Linked DNA regions of Sus scrofa: region 1 is linked to region 2. Evidence: chromatin contacts called from public Hi-C data. All regions are on one chromosome and are shown on one strand. Each heading gives the region's core, a stretch centred on a gene start, on an enhancer-like site or on the middle of the called end of the contact. The rest is flanking DNA. Distances are from core to core; before and after follow the strand shown.

The links. Hi-C and Micro-C count contacts between places; a contact is called where the count stands out from the background.
Region 1: a Hi-C map of skeletal muscle shows a contact between it and region 2, with 4 times the contacts expected there. The contact joins the enhancer-like site here to the promoter of MCC in region 2. A contact is called at or near these places in 2 of 5 promoter capture datasets (fetal skeletal muscle and liver), 18 of 47 Hi-C or Micro-C datasets (adipose tissue, alveolar macrophages, brain and 11 more) and 1 of 2 datasets of contacts at active chromatin or transcription factors (skeletal muscle).

Annotation. Positions count from the first base shown.
Region 1 is chr2:116,770,507-116,776,654 of Sscrofa11.1, forward strand. The region is part of intron 4 of DCP2 (m7GpppN-mRNA hydrolase); the gene reads right to left. Among named protein-coding and RNA genes, the nearest start is that of TRNAE-CUC, 19 kb to the right of the region's middle. Within about 2 kb of position 3,850, at least 18 of the 83 cell types and tissues checked have an H3K27ac peak or open chromatin away from gene starts, as enhancers often do. A contact at or near this core is called in adipose tissue, alveolar macrophages, liver and 1 more, where this site is marked.
Region 2 is chr2:116,282,254-116,288,331 of Sscrofa11.1, forward strand. MCC (colorectal mutant cancer protein) reads left to right here and starts at 4,100. Exons shown (of 19, transcript XM_021084624.1): 1 at 4,100-5,118. The coding sequence starts at 4,964.

The sequences.
Region 1 (6,148 bases), core at 2,600-5,099, 490 kb after region 2:
GCAACACCAGATCCTTAACCCACTGAGCAAGGCCAGGGATCAAACCCAGAACCTCATGGTTCCTAGTCAGATTTGCTAACCACTGCGCCACAAGGGGAACTCCTAAATATCTTTAACTGGTAATTTTATGTATAGGCCAGGAAAACTAGAACACTCATATGTAGGTGGAAGGAATATAAATTGGTTCAACCACCTAGAAAACCCCTAGTGGTAGATATGCAACTTTCCTGTGACTCAGTAGTTCCACTACTAGAGAAATGAAAGTTTATTTTCCTCAAACAATATGTCCAAGAATATTTACAGCAATTTTAATCTTAAAAGCCCAAAATTACATACAATGCAATGCATAAGAGAATAGATAGAGAACTGTGGTATGCTTGTATGGTGGAACACTATGAAGAGCAATTAAAAAGGAACAAGTGCTAAAATATGCAAGATTAATCTCACCGGCATTATACTGAACCAAGACACAAAACACAACGAACACCTACCTCAAAATCCTAATTATATTAAGCTCAAGAACAAGCAAAACCAATCAATGGTGATATTAAATTAAAATAGTGTTTTTTTCCAGGAAATGTGGGAAAAAAAGTAGGCACCAATTAAGAAGGAGCAGAAAAGAATCTTCTGAGGTGTTGGAAACATCCTCTGATCTACGTGGTGGTTTCACAGGCATATATGTATATAAAAAATGAATAATCTATTAAGATTAGTGTATTTTATGTTCTTACCCTCCAACAAAAAAATTTTTTTTAATAATTTTTAGGAGTTCCTGCTGTGGTGCAGTGGGTTAATAATCTGGCTTGTCTCTGTGCAGCTGGTTTGATCTCTGGCCCAGCACAGTGAGTTAAGGATCTGGCGTTCCTGCTGCTGTGGCGTAGGTCTCAGATGCAGCTCAGATTCAATCCCTGGCCCAGGAATTTCCATACACCATAGGTGCAGCGAAAAACAGGGAAGATAGTAATTTTAGCTCCCTTTAGCTCCCTGCTTTGAAAACCTTCTAATCAGAACTTAGTATACACACACACATACATATATATATATATATATCAGTCACATATAAAAATTGGAAGCTATGCTAAAAATAAAATGTACAATCTAACTACCTTATGAGCAGAGCCCACTACCTTTGTGTTACAAAAAAGAATCTAACTGAATACATGCTCATAATAAAATAAGTACTTAAGGACTGAAAGACTTTCAGATTAAAGACTGAAGACACAACAATTAAATGCAAATCAGTGCATGAACCTGGATAGGATCCTAGATGGGGGAAGAAGTAGAAGCTGCAGGAAAAGACCGTAATGTACCAACTAGTAAATATAAATATGAACCATCTGTTAGATAAAGGAACCTATCAATGTCACATTCCTGACTTTGTAATTACACTGTAATAATATAAGAGAACTTCCAAGTTCTTAAAATTTACAGCAGAACTAATTAGGGGTTAAGGGGCATTATGTCTGCAATTTTCTCCTAAATTAATTAGCAATAATAATAAAAACTATATATATATATCAAAATTATAAGGCAAACATGGTAAAATATTAACAGGCAAATCTATTCTTTATATTATTCTTACTATTTTTCTGTATACTTGAAATTATCTCAATATTAACACAATTTTAAAGTCACATGTAACTAATGTTTAGTTCTTTCTAGTGCATTCAAATATGTACTGTATGCTTAATAAGTGGCAGGTATTATCCTAGGCACTGACTTCAGAAATGAATAAAGCAAGGACTGCTTTTTAAGGAGCTCCATCTAAAAGAAAAAATAATTTCAAAATTATGTAAGTGCCAAAAGGCAGGTGGGTGCAATGGGAGTACAGAATCAAGGGGCCTAACTCAGCCTTGGTATAGGTGAGCTGTGAGCCTGGGTGGTCACCTTTGGAAGGCTGACATGGACAGCAGTGTATTCTGCTGAATACACTTAGCTAGGATTTTAAAGATGAATAGAAGTTTGCTAGATAGACAAGAAGAAAAAGTTCAGAGCGCTGGAAATGGCTACAACTGATGAAAATTATGTGAGATAAAGTGATACAACATGAGTTCATCAGCATTAAAGCAACCAAACTTCGTAAACATAATAAAGTAACAGATCACCCAACTCTCAAGGAGAAAACGACTGATTCACCTCTACAATTAGGTATTTACTCTCATCCTATACTTACTAGGCAACACTTTTAATAGCTCACTTACATGTACAAACAAGTATTAAAATGTTAGTACCATAACTTCTATGTATCAAAATCCATTTCTCTATTAGAATACATAGTTAACGTTCCTGGCACATGGAATAGGACTAACTTCTCAAATGATATCAGATAAATATCTTTATGTAAGATTTAAAACTGTGCTACTCAAAGAACACCAGCACAGAAAGGCAATTTAATTCTCTGCCTAAAAGCTATGTCCTATAAATCTACAAGAAGAGGTAGGATAAATCAACCAACAGTTCTGTGAATAAATTTTACCAAGATTAAATCACATAAATGCATATTAAAGTAAGCTTCAGGAGTTCCCGTGGTGGCGCAGTGGTTAACGAATCCGACTAGGAACCATGAGGTTGCGGGTTCGATCCCTGCCCTTGCTCAGTGGGTTAACGATCCGGCGTTGCCATGAGCTGTGGTGTAGGTTGCAGACGTGGCTCAGATCCCGCGTTGCTGTGGCTCTGGCGTAGGCCGGCAGCTACAGCTCCGATTGGACCCCTAGCCTGGGAACCTCCATATGCTGTGGGAGCGGCCCAAGAAATAGCAAAAAGACAAAAAAAAAAAAAAAAAAAGTAAGCTTCATTACAATAAAGTGTTTTGCCAGAAAATAAGCAACAATATGAAATCTTGAAAATAATTATTTTCTCAAAAACAGCTGGTATTTCATCACAACTAATAACAAAAATATACTAAGGTTATCCTAATTTATCCTTTCAACAATATCTAGAAAACATTTTTTACATCTGTCCTCAATCTACTTCACTGAATAATAGTGATAAAAACTTTACCCAATTAACAAAAGTGAGCCAAAAAGTCTAAGACTGGAAATGGCCAATTGAGATGGCCCTTAGCTTTCTATTGACAATTATTCAAACGTTCTGAGAAGCCTGCTTGCCACTGCTTCTTTTAGGTCAGTCCACATACAGAGCCCTTATAGGACATGTCAAACCCTGCTAGAACATAACAAAATAACTTTACACAGCTATCTACAGTAATATAATAATACTAATATCATAATAAACCAAACTAGAATGTTCTAATAGTCAAATTAAAATGCTACTGGAGTTCCCGTTGTGGCTCATTGGTGAATAAATCTGACTAGTATCCATGAGGACACAGGTTCCATTCCTGGCCTTGCTCAGTGGGTTAAGGATCCGGCGTTGCCATGAGCTGTGGTGTAGGTCGCAGACACGGCTCCGACCCGGCATTGCTGTGGCTGTGGTGTAGGTCAGCAGCTACAGCTCCGATTCAACCCTTAGCCTGGGAAGCTCCATATGCCCCGTGGGTGTGGCCCTAAAAAGACACACACACACAAAAAAAAGGACAAAAATAAGTAAAAAATAAATAATAAAATATTACCAAGTAACGTAAAATAAAGGTAAGCACTCATGGAACATCTGCGTAACATAAAATCAAGGGAAAAAGTACTTAAGACATTAGCCTAAGTCTAACTAATGTCAGCTAAAAAACTAGGACAAAAACCTTTCCATGTATGTTAAGACAAGTGAAAATTAAAAGGAATAATGTGATATTTACATAAACTTCTATAAACAGACTAACAACTTGGTTTTAACTAAGACAACACTGGTGGTTTTCCACCTCCTCAGTGCTGCTCCTGTTATACTGCAGCACCACCAAGTGGCAGAAGGATGTACTACAACTCTAGAACTGCTAGTTGAATATCACTCAAAAATGGCAACTACTATGGACTGGCTCTCCAAAATTCATCTGTTGAAGTCCTAACCCCAAATGCGACTGTACCTGGAGATAAGGCCTGTATGGAGGATAAAGGTTAAATGAGGTCACATGGATAGGACTCAAATCCAAAAGGGCTCGTACCCTTGTAAGAAGAGGAGGAACTAGTGCTTTCTGCCCTCACACAGGCACCCAAGAAAGGCCGCATGAGCACACAGGGAAAAGGCAGCCAAATGCAAGCCAGGATCAAAGTCCTCACCAGGAACCCAATCAGCAGGCAGCTTTGACCTGTGACTTGCCAGCCTCCAGAGCAGTAGAAAACAAATTTCCATTGTTTAAGCCATCTGTCTGTGGTATCTGGTTAGGAGAGGCCTGAGTAGACTACCACAACAATGCTCCACCTTAGTCCCCAAACTCTATTCTTTAAGACAAAAGTATTCACTTAAAAATCAAGAATAAAAGTAAAAGGCTTGGCTTTTAAAGTTCTAACACCAAAATTTCAGAAATTAAAGTCTTTACTGATAAGTTCCTTTATCAGCTGAAAGAGGCTATTATTTAGATCAAAAAGGTTAGAAGTCAGGATTAATTATTATTAGCAAAGGGAACATTTTCTCCTAAAATTAAAGGACTATGGTTCTGTGCTTTCCTCAGAGCAAGACAAAAACTCTTGAAACAGAAAAAAAAAAAAACAAAACAAAACTCATACAAGTCCAGATAGGTAAATGCTATTAGAAAATACTTAAAAATTACAAATTCCTTCTGTTATCATCTGTGTACATGTGCTTAGAAATACCCATTTACAAATATCCCTTGACTGCCTATAAAGCAGTCAAGAAAGAACATGAACTTCAGAACCCTATAAATAGCCCTATAAATTGGCAACCCTGTTTTGCTGCTTACTGTGAGATGGTGAGCTATTTCAGTGCCCCAGTTGTGAAGTGGAGATAAGCACCTGCCATAATGGTGGTATCTCTTCCTACAGGATTCTCTTTAGATCCTATATATCCACAATCCATTCTTCCACTCCCATACCCTAAAAAATTTTATTTACTTACAAATCATGGTGATCCACTATTATTACTGATACACTAGCACCACCTAGATAGGACATTTTATCTTAGTGTCCCAGAGAAGAGACCAAACAAATAAACCAAAGTGAAAACTGTCTCAGTTCACAGGTTAACTTCCTCTGTCTCCTACCCAAATGCCTTACTTCTGTACCATCCTAACTCTTTACAATACAGTGTATAAAACTCATCAAAGGGAGGGTTTCAGTGGTAGAAGCAGACAGATCCCGAGTCTAGAGTACTTCTTCAGGTTTTCCAAGGTTAGGTATTTGATTCCTCCAAGAAGATCCAATTACAGAGATCACTGATTTCACCCATTTTAGCCTAAATTTCTATTACTCCAGTTAATGTACTATCTCGAACCTATCTCACTGTTGTAGGAATAGTCTAACTCCATTTGTAAGATTTACAGATCAATTCCTCTAAAAAGGATGCTATGGTTCTCATTTTGGCCTTCCTTATAAGCAAGACTTCAAAATTTGAAGACACTACTTCATTTCATCTCCTGCCATCTGCAGAAAGAAAGAGAAAGCTCTTCAAAGATGTGACAAATCCTTATCTGCTCCCTAAATAGCCTGCGATTTTAAAAGGCAGGCATTAACCTTTACTTTCTGGTACATAAAGGCTGGGTCTATAAGCTACTGCAAATACCTGCCTAGATAAGTTATTCCGTACTCAATTAAAATGCAGCATTTTCAATTATTTTTAAAATCTTACTCCAAAGTAAATAACCACTACTAGTTTTTTTCCACAGCAAATAACTAACTAGTGATTTACTAAGAATGAAGGGTATAAGGTAGAAACTGAGAACTGAGACGATAAAAACCAGAGAAAGAATATTGTGGGCTTCGTCAGGCCTAAAGACAGGGAAAATCAATGTGACAGAATGCCAGATGGGACAGCTATGAAATAGAAAAAAAATCATACAGACGAGAGACAGGATTAAGATGGCAGAAAAGAAGGACTGGAGCTCACCTTCTCTCATAAAAACAACAGAATTACAACCAAATGCTTCAACCAAATGGACTGGAACTTTCAACCAAATGGACTGGAAACTTTCAAAAAGATATCCTACTCCAGAGGACAAAGAGGAGGCCCCATCAAGATGTAGGAGGGGTGATTATGAGATATAAGCAACCCCACACCTCCCAGGTGGGAAGCCCACAGACTAGAA
Region 2 (6,078 bases), core at 2,850-5,349:
ACTCCTGATTAAGATATTATTTAAAGCACTTAGAAAAATGATTGGTGCATATTAAATTCTCAGTAAATGCCAACCATTACTAGTTGTGGAATTAGAGGGGAAAGAGCCTAAGAAGACGGGTAAAATGTCACTGCCCCAACACCGACTGGAGAGCCATGGGAACCAGCAAGTCCCAGGGATCCATGGCTCCTTTAGCTCTATTAGTCATGACATTTCCTGTTTCTCCTCCCGACATTTCCCTTGCTTTTCCTCCCTTTATGGAAACCCACAAAGGTGCTCCAACTTCTAAATCCCACTCGTATTTTCTTATTAATCACAGATGTCTGGGCCTCAGCCTGCTTTCTTCTCCTCTTCGTAACTGCACTACCCATTTCCCCCGGATGTCCTGTTCCTTCCAATCTGCTAGAATAAGGGTATGATCTCCCCACCGCCTTCACTCATTTCTTACCTGAAAGTATGAGACTCCTGCCGTGGTTCATCAACATAAGGGAGGACAGCATATGTGGGAAAGATAAAAGTAGGTTAATGCGGCTGGCACTGGAGCACAGGGGCAAGCGGGGAGAGAAGGGGTCAGACTGTGGATGCCTGGAAGTTTCTGCTGAGAGGCTGGATTTTATCCTGAAGCCAAGCATAAGTCAATGAGGTACAATTTAAGCCAGGAGGGACCCGAGCATTTGTCCTTTCTCTAAGGAAGACTTGGCCTATACCATTGAGAATGGATTGGAAGGTCAGATCAATTAGGAAGAAATAACAGGAGACTCTATAAAAGCAGTGGGAACAGGAATGGAGAAAAGAAACCAATGTGAACAGGAATGGAGAAAAGAAACCAATGTGAGGAGATATTAAGGAGGCCGATTAGCCAGGACATGGTGGCTCACAGGAAGTGAGGGACAGAGGGAGGCAAGGACTCTGGGGTTTCTGGTTTCTTTGTCTAAGTGAATGACAGACATCCTAAGAGGAGCCAGCTCTGGGGAAGAGAATAAACCGGAAAAGGCAAGCAAAGGAACATGCATGGTCCTGCTGACACTTTGATTCATGAGATTCATTTTGAATTTCTGAACTTCAGAGCTGTAAGATAATAAATTAGTGCTGTGTTAAGCCACTAAATTTGTGATAATTTGTTACAGCAGTAAGAGGGAATCAATACGGGCCATTTTAGCTCCAGAGCTTTCTGTGGGGTCAGACAAGGCTGCTCTGGGACCTGCATCATAGCGTGACTTCTCCCTCTTTCCATGCTGCTTCCTTCACCTCCATTTCACACCTGTTGGGGTACAAAGGACACTTCCAGGTAAGCATTCTGTACCTGAAACTCTGTCTTGGAGTCGACCTCCAGAAAACCCACCCTGGGACAGACTGCAAAAGCTCATGGTAACTTCTCATGCCTGTAAATATAGGAATAACAAATATAGAAATGTAAATTTTATCATTGGTTTTGCTTTTCAATGTCACTCAAAAAGTATAATGCCTCACGTGAACTGCACTGACCTTGATATTAAGATAATTTGAAGTAAATAATAATATGTATTTGACAGAAACTAAAAGTTCTATTCCAGCCCCTTTACTTGATCACATTGCTTGAACTTTTTGGATTTAACTCCCCTCCTTGCCCCCCTCTACCCCATAAATAGAAATGATAAATACTTTGCCCCACTAGGCAGCATTAAGGTGGAGCATTTAGACTGCTGACCTGTAACAAGGGCTCCATGAAAGATAGTCAAGCTCCCTCAACTGTACCTCACTGTTATAACTGATGCTCTGGGGAGTTCTGTCATGGCTCAACGGTAACAAACCGGACTAGTATCCAAGAGGATACAGGTTTGATCCCTGGCCTCGTTCAGTGGGTTAAGGATCCAGCATTGCTGCGAGCTCTGGTGTAGGTCACAGACCCAGCTCAGATCCCGTGTTGCTGTGGCTGTGGCGTAGGCCTGCAGATACAGCTGATTGGACCCCTAGCCCGGGAACTACCATATACCCAAGGTATGGCCCTAAAAAGGACAAAGCAAACAAAAAACATCTGAGAGACGAGTTCCCACTGTGGCACAGCAAGTTAAGGATCTGGAGTTGTCTCTGCAGGGCTTGGGTCATTGCTGAGGTGCCCGTTTGATTCCCAGCCCAGCGCAGTGGGTTAAGGAACTGGTGTTGCTGCATCTTCAATGTAGGTCACAATTCCAGCTTGGATTCCATCCCTGGCCCAGGAACTTCCATATGCCGCAGCCAAGACAAAACAAAAGAACACCCGAGATCAAGAAAAGTGAGAGAAAACCAGAGAGAAGGCATCATAGGGGTCCTCAGTCCAACTCCAGCGTGTAGTACTAGTTCAGGTAAACAGAATTTGTACCAGTCAAATTTGCACAGTGCTGCAACTGTTTTGGTTGTTTTAACTGGCAACATTAGACACAGAAGACAGTATATCTTACAATGTATATACAAGTGTATTTTGATATGTACAACATAAATATGAAGTGTTAGTATAACCAAGAGGAATCTAAGAAGGAAAAAGCTGGATGAGGACCACAGTGTTGAGCTATCTACTCATCACAGATAAATATACAAAACCTTTGAAATTATGACATAACCAGTCCTCTGAGATTTATGGCTGGGGTACTGCTCTCATTCCAAGCTCCTGCTTTACATTTATCATCTTTATATTCATATGGCATCTCTATTTTCAAAGTCTTACAGATGTTTCCCTCTCCTAGTAACCTTTTCAGCTGAAATTTTATATGCTTCACATTCACTCAGAAGCAAATTCTTTTCTGAAAGGTTAAATCTCTCTGTTCGACCATTTCTGGTTACCCAAGCATGAACAAATGTTGTTTGGGAAATTTGTCAAGATCTACTTTTTATGTGTTCAGATTTAATTTATGAGCTGTCATGTACATATTCTCTCTCAAAAAAAAAAAAAACCACACATTTTTTGCTTTAAGATACAATTGGTTGAGGTTGACACTCCACTTTCTGCATAGAGTGTCATTATAAAGAGATCTGCTCCTATCCTGGATTTTCAGACCCTCCTTGCATATTTATAAGAATGCTTTTTTCTTTTGTTCTCCCAAACTATCGACTGTTTAGGAGAGCTTGAGGGTAACAACTCCTGTCTGGGTGTTTATTGTCAAATGACAAGAAAAGTTTTATTCTGTGAAAAATTAGAAAATAAAGATTTTACATGTTTATTGTTGATTGAAACAGGCATTGGTCCTCATTCTGTTATGGACAGGAATATCTATTGGAAATAGTATCTTTTAAGCAAATAATATTGGTTATATTGGCAAGACTTTTCTAAGATGGCATACTATTCATCTTAAGATTATAAGTGTCCTGAAATACGGGGCACTTACAAAATTAAAATGAACTAAAGTAGGAATGGGCGGATGGAGCAGAAACAGGAGAACAGAGGGCAGAGACACTTTGCTTCTGAATTGGCAGACATTCTCAAGACGTATGGACATATTCCAGTTATTGTTGTGTGATAAATCAGCTCAAAACTTAGTGGCTTAAAACCCAATCCTTTTAATATCTCTGGGGGTTGGCTGGGCTCAAATAACTTTTTGCTCAGGGTTTCTCATGCAGTTGCGACATCCAGGGCTAGTATCCTGGGAAGATTCACTCACTCGCTCACTCATGTCATGTGTAGCACCTGGGCTGGAAAGCCTCACACCCCTGAGGCTCCTAGGGCATCTCTTTATGTCTCTACATGGTCTCTCTATGTCCCAGTGATAGAGCCAAATTGAATCTCTATTGTCTTTTCTAACCTGGCCTGGGAAGTCAAGACAGGCGCAAAGTTCCTCTTGGGTTGGAGGGGAGGCGACAGACTCCACCTCTTGATGAGAGATGCACCAAAGAATCTGCAGATGTGTTTTAAAACTACCACAGGATTTCATAACCTCTGGCAGAAAGTCTGGGACAGAATAACGAGTCATTCATGGAACCACAAATTGGCTCCTTGTGGTTCCCCATCTGCTGTGGTGGAAGGATACTACCATGTTTAAGGGCTCCTGTTCTGGAGTAAGACGGCCAGCCTAGCCTGGCCTTTGTCCTGACACTAAGCCCAGAGCCTTAAGTAAGTTCAGGTGCCTCAATTTTCTTATCTGTAAGTTGGAGATAATGAGAGCTAACATTTATTGATCACAGTCGGTGCCAGGCATTGCCGTAAGTGCATTGTATACGGTCTTATTTTATAACGAAGTCAATTCTATGAGATACTTTATAAGTCGTAAGAGTTGACAATAATAGACATCTTTCAGGCCTTTGGTGTGGATCAAGTGAGACTTATTAGGTTCCCTTTTGATGTTATTAAACCTGATGTGGCAAATTCTAGCCATGTCAGGAGAGCGAGCCATTTCCGGAAATGCACAAACGTGCACAATGCCACGTAGGAGCGCAAATGATCCTCGGTCTAGTGCGGGAGACCTAAGGAGGGTCAGATTTCCTGACAGGTGTTAAAAATGAATTTATAAAACTAGCCAATCCGGGTTTCATTTGGGGCTACAGAATTCAGCGCAATCCAGCAGACAGGGACCAGGAGTTCGCAAAAACGGCAGTGTTTATCTTAAAAAAGAGATCCACAACAGGGAGCAGTCCAAAGAGTTCTGCCCAGAGAACGCCCGCCCTCCGCCCGAAGCCTTCCCCAGGTGTCAGGGGCCCGCGTCGTAGCCGGAGGCACTGACCTGACCACCTTCCCGAGGGCCTCCCCTCGCGTCCCCATCGCCACCCTCACTTCCCTGACTCCACGACCCACCTTCCCTCCTCCCTCTCCCCTAAGGTGTCTACTCCCGCGACTGCAGAGCGCCCATCTTCAAGCCCGGGCAAAACCCGGAGAGGTGGAATCCCTCTCCCGGAGCGCCCCGGCGGCCACTGGGCATGCTCCGTCGTCAGGCAGGTTCGGGGCTGGGAGCAGCTTGTGCGCCTCGCGGATTCCTCCTGCGGCCGCGCGTCCTCCGCCTCGCGAGCAGCGAGCGGACGCATGATGGCGGCCGCGGCGGGGAGCGCCAGCGGCGGCAGTAGCGGCGGCGGCCGCGGCGGCAGCAGCAGCAGCGACACGTCCAGCACGGGCGAGGAGGAGAGGATGCGGCGCCTCTTCCAGACGTGCGACGGCGACGGCGACGGCTACATTAGCAGGTACTTGGGGAGGTCCGTGAAACCGGATGCGTCGTGATGAGCCTCTCGGCGCTGCCCTTGACCCCTCCTCCGTCCCCTCGCCCCAACTTTCCGCAAGTTGCTCAGAAGCTCACGGGAAGAGTTGGCTGCGACTCTGAGAGCGCGTCGACAGTTCGGCCACTGAGGCGGGCCGAGGGGGCTGTTCTGCTCGTCTTCTGGGGGTGCCAGTTGATCCAACTTTTTCCAGTGCCGTCTTTGTCTGGGCTTTGGGAGACATCTCTTTGGGATGCGGGTCCTTCCCCCGGACTCCTGCGCTCTTGCTGGTGGGCAAACGTGTTCTGGCTACTTGTCCCACGTAGAAGGTAGAAGAGACTGCACTGCAGCCTCGGGCTTCTTTCTAGGTGTCAAGACGCTGTGGCCTCTGGGCAGCGATCTTGTCCGGTTGCTCGGTGGGCAGACCCGTGGCTGGACCAGGATAGGGATGCTCTCTGAGCAACAGAGTTGAATATGAAAAGAGGCTGTGAAAAACTTTCATGTGACGCAGAGCCCCTGCGTTCCAAACTTTGGAACCCAAAGAACGGGCATAGTTTGCCACTCGGTGCAGATTGAAACGTATTAACCTGAAAGGAACGAAGCGCTCAGGCGCAGACTGGGGGTTTAGGGGTGAGGCTGGCATACTCCCTACGCCGGCTCCTCGCTGTGACCAGGTGGGCCCGGGAGGGGTCTCGCAGCGTCTGTGCGCGACCACTCGCTACCCTCGCAGTGCTTGCTTCCAGCCCTCCTACAGGGGCGGTGTTGCAACATCAAGCCGCAGCTCTTGGCAAAATAATTACTTCTACCCACATTTTTGTCACCTATCAGACACTGATGGTGAAGAAGGTCCTGTTTTACGGTGTGCGTGTATGAGAGATCGCCACAGGGCGCCCATGACTGTACCCGCCGAAATTTGAATTGCCTTCAGGGGAGTAGACAGCCTAAATT